Regions from separate parts of the Cricetulus griseus genome. Here region 1 is linked to region 2. The links are chromatin contacts, called in public Micro-C maps. All regions are on one chromosome and are shown on one strand. The core of a region is the stretch at or near the end of the contact, and the rest is flanking DNA. Distances in the headings are between cores, read along the strand shown.

What was found. A called contact is a pair of places that touch in the nucleus more often than the background predicts.
Region 1: a Micro-C map of the CHO-K1 cell line shows a contact between it and region 2, with 4 times the contacts expected there. The contact joins the promoter of Susd6 here to the enhancer-like site in region 2. A contact is called at or near these places in 6 of 8 Hi-C or Micro-C datasets (the CHK-Q cell line, the CHL-YN cell line, the CHO-K1 cell line and 2 more).

Annotation. Positions count from the first base shown.
Region 1 is chr5:122,848,607-122,851,312 of CriGri-PICRH-1.0, reverse strand. It overlaps Susd6 (sushi domain-containing protein 6), which reads left to right and starts at 1,325. Exons shown (of 7, transcript XM_035444948.1): 1 at 1,325-1,583.
Region 2 is chr5:122,740,436-122,743,305 of CriGri-PICRH-1.0, reverse strand. No RefSeq gene overlaps it. Among named protein-coding and RNA genes, the nearest start is that of Srsf5, 61 kb to the right of the region's middle. Within about 2 kb of position 1,440, at least 2 of the 6 cell types and tissues checked have open chromatin away from gene starts, as enhancers often do. A contact at or near this core is called in the CHO-K1 cell line and fibroblasts, where this site is marked.

The DNA of each region.
Region 1 (2,706 bases), core at 76-2,575, 110 kb before region 2:
TTGCTACAGTCCTACAGCGTTTGTCATCCTTTCTTTCTTTCTTTCTTTCTTTCTTTCTTTCTTTCTTTCTTTCTTTTTTGAGACAGGTTCTTGCTTTGTGACTGAGGCTGGCCTCGTATTTGGAATCCTCCTGCCTCAGCCTCCTTCCTAAGTGCTGAAATTACAGGCTGATGTATTTCAACCCTTTAATGGTCTGGGCAGTGCAGCTCCATTAGGGTGGGTGAATGAGCAGGATTCCGGGTGTCCATTTTCCCCGGGGTGGCGGGAGGGAGGTAGAAACACGTCAAGGGTTTCTGAGGCCCAAGAGGAAGAACTCTCTAGAGGGTGGGTGTGTTGTGGTGGTGGTAGTTCACAGCACCTTTATTGAAAGCTTTCTAGGTGAAAGGCCTGAGGTGTAGCTTTGTTCAAAGGGCATCTGGCAAAAGAAACAAAAACACCTCCCTCCCAGTGGAGCTAGGTAGGGCACCTGCTTATAAAAAAAGAAAAGGGCAACTAAAATGCCTGACTGATTTATGAGCCACTGATTTTCAGGAAGGAGTATCTCAACATTCATCCAGCACTTCTGAGACAGGTCAAGTACAAGGATGTGGGCACGAAGAGCCACAGTTTCCACTATCACGTGGCCACCCCTCTGCAGTGAGAGGTCACTGTTAGATGGATGCCGCAGGCCAATATAGTTTGGTCACTTGAGAAGGGCTCGATAGCAGAGCAAAGCTAGGGGCCATGCCTACAGCTCCGGGTTCCCCAGACCTTGCCGGAACCAGGTGCTTTTGAGTGTGCAGAAACAGCACTTTGGAACACCCATTAAAAAGATTCCGGTAGTCCATGCCAGCTTTATAGACTCAAAATGTCTGGATCTACATTTCCACACCTACCTAACCCCTCGGGGCACTTTTGAGATAGTTAAGTTACAGACCATAACCTAGAATACTGCTTAATAGGGAGATAATAACCTGCTTCAGAGATAGGTCAGGCAACGTGTGCGACAGAGCCTCTTAAACAGCAATGTGTACTTCTTTGCAAATGACAGTAATTAAAACAGCCAAATAATAACCAAACAATACAGTAAGACAACTGGAGAGCGCCCGGGAAAGGCGGCCAACTAGTGTTTACATTACAGCCAGTGAGGTCAGAGCTACTGTCTCTTTAAGGCTCCCCCCCCACACACACACCATTTCCCCCCCCCCAGGGGCGTGTCAGACAAGGTCGGCGGCGCGTGCGCGCGACTCCGCGGGGCGGTCGCAGCGACGCGACGCCGGCGCTTGTTGCGTGCGCGTCTGGCCCCGCCCAGGCCCGGGCCCTTCCCTTCCCCCCGCCCTCCGCGGGGCCTCCCCGCCCGCCCTGTACAGCTGGGCCAGTGACGCTGGCGCAGCGGACGCCGCGTTCCATCCTCCGAAGCCGGCCGCCGCTCGCCTCCTGCTCCTCCCGTAGCGCCCGACGGCACGAGCCAGTCCAGGGCACGCGAGGCGTCGCGGGGACCCGACAGGGAGTGCAGGAGGGCGCGCGCAGCGGCGGAGCGAGCGGGTTCTGCGGCGCGGGGGCTGCGAGCGCCCCCTTCCCGGAGGTCTCGGCGCGACTCCCGGGTGAGTTGTCACTGCCGCCCGGGCCGGAGGGCCGGCTTTGTGTCAGCGGCGCGCGGGTCTGGTTGTCAGGGCACGGGCGGGCACGCACCTCCGCAGGGACGCGGGCCTCAGCGCGGCCGCCTGCTCTCGCTCTGGCCCGTGTCAGCGGCTCGGGGCGCGCTCCGGTAGCCGGGCCCGGCCGCTCTTAGGGCGGCGGCGTGGCTGGCTGTGCGGTGCCGGGAACCCGAGGATCCGCGGCGGGCGGAGGCCCTCGTTGTGGCCGCTCTGGCCCTCGCGCCCAGCGAATCCGCGCGGCCCGGCGTTGCGGGACGGGACGGGCTTGGCCGAGGTGGATTTCCCGAGGAAATCTTGCAGCCGCTCGCGTGTGCGCGTGAGCTCTCTGGAGCCCCGGCGCCTTGTCGCCTCTTCAGTCGCAGAAAGTTTCTTATTATGTGGGCTGAAACTCGCCGAAGCCACTTCCTGTTTTGTTTTGTTTTGTTTTAAACGTGACTACATGTAGACTTTCTTTTTGAGTCCTAACTAAAATCATAAATATTTGTGAGTCTGACGGTCCCTCGCGGTTGTGGTTGTGCAGCCACCGTGGTGGAAAAACTTAAAAACCTGTAACGGAATTGGGAAGACAGCAAGACTTGGGAAAAGAGTCCTCAAGTTCATTAGGAACCTCAGGGCTCCGCAGAGGCCTAAAGTTGTCACACACTTCTATGGTGACAAGGCATTACGCTGCCCTTTGTTGCTTTTGCTGAGCTGACTGGGATTTGAAGTGCTGTGTACAGAGAGAGGTGCAGGGACGTTTTCCAGTTCAGTTAAGCCATGGGTCGATTTGCAGTGTCTTTCCACTCCTCACAACGTTTTGCTGTTAGAAGCCCTTGAGTTAAAAAGAAGACACACACACACACACACACACACACACACACACACACACAGACTTACTTTTGTGTTCTGGGAATTCACACACAACACACACACACACACACACACACACACACACACAGACTTACTTTTGTGTTCTGGGAATTCTACACACACACACACACACACACACACACACACACACACACACACACACACACTTACTTTTGTGTTCTGGGAATTCTACACCCAGATTGTCACCATCTAGCGGAGA
Region 2 (2,870 bases), core at 191-2,690:
GACCTGTTTAACAACCCCCCCAACAGGTCCCACTTTTTAAGGGTTAAGTTCCAACATATGAACTTTGGAGGGACATTCAATGGTTTCACTTGGGAGTCTTTTCTTCAAATATCCTCGCTCATTTGTGTCTAAGTTATTTTTTTGCAACTATTTAGTAAAGCAAAAATGTGAATGTAAGCCAAAGTTATCAGCCTTGTCTATTTAAATAATCCAGCATTTCAAATATACAATGAATACCTGGAGAGGGGGACTAAAATTAAGAAAAAAAAAGCTGGTGGTGGTGCAAGTCTTTAATCCCAGCATTTGAGAGGCAGGGGCAGGCAGATCTCTGAGTTCAAGGCCAGCCTGATCTATAGAGTGAGTTTCAGGCCAGCCAAAGCTACACAGAGAAACCCTGCCTTGAAAAAACAAAACAAACATTACTTAAGAGGCAATCTACAGAACATATTGTGGTCTGAGAAAAGCCAGGTGCCGAATGGAGTACATATGCTGCTATCTTTTCTTTTTTGGCAAAGAGATGGAAAAGAATTTATCAGCATGCATATTTTCCTGCGCACAGATAACCGTAGAGTCAAGAGCATCCTGCATGTATAGTACTAGAAGCGCTGAGTGCCTCTGAGGAACAGTGCTGGAGCCTGGGAGAGCTATGTGGGAGGGGGGGTCATCTTCTAATCAAGACCCTTCAGAAGATTTATTTTTTAAGTGTGTGTGTGTGTGTGTGTGTGTGTGTGTAAGCAAGAGTGTGCATGCATACACTTGAAAGCAGGTGCCCAAAGAGGCCACAGGCACCAGATTCCCTGGAGCTAGAGTCACAGGCAGTTGTGAGCTACCTAATGTGGGCTCTGGGAACTGAACTTGGGTCCTCTGGAAGATAGTACGTGCTTGTAACTGTCGAGCCATTTCTCTAGTCCTAGACCCTCTTGCACTTAGGAGTTTTGAAGCAAGAGAATGTAACACATGTTCAATAAACTACTTGAAGAACATATGTAAATGTATACTTACAATTACATACAGACACACACACCCCAGGCCATCTTGGCTGAAAGGCCTGAGATTCATGAATGACCATATGGGGAGAGAAAAAGATACACAGACAAAGGGGTCAGAAGGATTACAACTCTAAGGCAAGAAGAAACAGAAGGAGCAGCATGGCAGCGAGCTGGTTTTGGTCTATGAGAAAGCAATCTGGGAGCCCATACAAAGAGCCAAGGCATGTAGGACTCAAGCTGTGACCAGGACTCAGAAGATGGCCCATCACATTGTTCCTGGGGATGATGAAAGCTTGTTTCCAGGGGAAGCAGAGGTGGTGAGATTTGTAGGGCGGGGAGGATGGAAGGGATGTAAGGGACAATCTACCAGCAAGGACGGAGCGGGAGGCAGAACCCAGTATTTTACAAGGTCTGATGCAAGCTTACTACATATTTACATTCCTGGGATGGAGAGTCATGGTATTCCTGGAAGCACACGCACTTAGATTCTTGTGGGCCAGCTCTGACGCATGGTAATTACCAAATGTGTTAATACCAAATGAGCACGGAACATGAACTCTGAACAAACTCTGTGAAGCATAAGGACACCAGAAGGGAATGAGATCAACACAGTCCCTGTCTTGAGACGGGTGTTCAGGCCACTCAGGACAAGATTCCTTGAGAGAATGATAGCTGGAACTTTAAATCCTTTGGCATTAGCTAGGTAAGGAGAGCACTCCGTGGGATGTGAAGGCTGGATGGTCTGTGCCACTGAGGAGTTCTAGATTTAATGGCTGTGTTACAGAGAAGCAGCACATCCTCCATTTTAATAAACACATAATATTTGGAGCAGGTCAGCCACATGGTCCAGGAAGCTTTCTGTAAGTGTATGATTATATTTATTTGTTTGTTTTCTGAGACAGGGTTTCTGTGTAGTTTTGGCTGTCCTAGAACTCACTCTGTAGACCAGGCTGGCCTCAAACTCACAGATATCCACCTGCTTCTGCCTCCCAAGTGCTGGGGTAAAAGGCACATGGTACCACTGTCTAGCTATGATTGTTTTTAAATAAAATTGTTTTATTTAAAATAATCTCAATTAAGAATGATTATGACATACACTCTATCGTCTTAGTCTGTTTCCGTTGCTGTGACACAGTCCTTTAGACCAGGGTGATTTATAAAGAACAGAAATTTACTTCTCACTGAATGGAAGCCTGAGCCCAAGGCCCTGGCTTGTGAGACCAGTATACTAGATACCGTGAAATAGGAGGGGGCACGTATCTCAGAGGAGAGGAGAGGAGTGAGCTGGTACTCAAGCAGCAGCCCGTGCTCGGAGGCTGACTATGTACCTGAGTATCACCTGAGAGTCACAGAGTGCTGTGGTGGGACTTGGGAGGTGGGGGAGGAGGGGGTCGGAAGAAGGGCTATGACATCATGTATTCTCCAAATGTCCTCCTGTGTTGAAATGGATGGAGAAGGGTGAGTGTGGGTGAGGAAAGACCTCAGCCCTGCCAAGGCACCGGTTTATTTGGGAGTTTGTTCAAAAGCAGGTCCTGATTCAGAAGGACTGGGGTGGGGTAGGGATTCTGCATTTCTATCAAGCACATAGGAGATGCCAAGGCTGGTCTGCAAACTACCAGAGGAGTGGAGGACTTGTTCCCATAAGAAATGTGATAGCCTGAACCCAAGGGTGGCAGGGATGCTAGGAGCAATGGCCAGGCTTTCTTTAGAGGTAGACACTACAGATCTTTGTGATAGATAGGCCATAGAGGAAAGAGAAAAGTTTTGAAAAAAAAAAAAAAATCTGATCATCTGATCACTCCTGTGATGGTGATCTTTAATCCAGGCACTCAGGAGGCTGAGGCAGGCAAATCCGAGTTTGAGGCCAGCCTGGTCTACAGA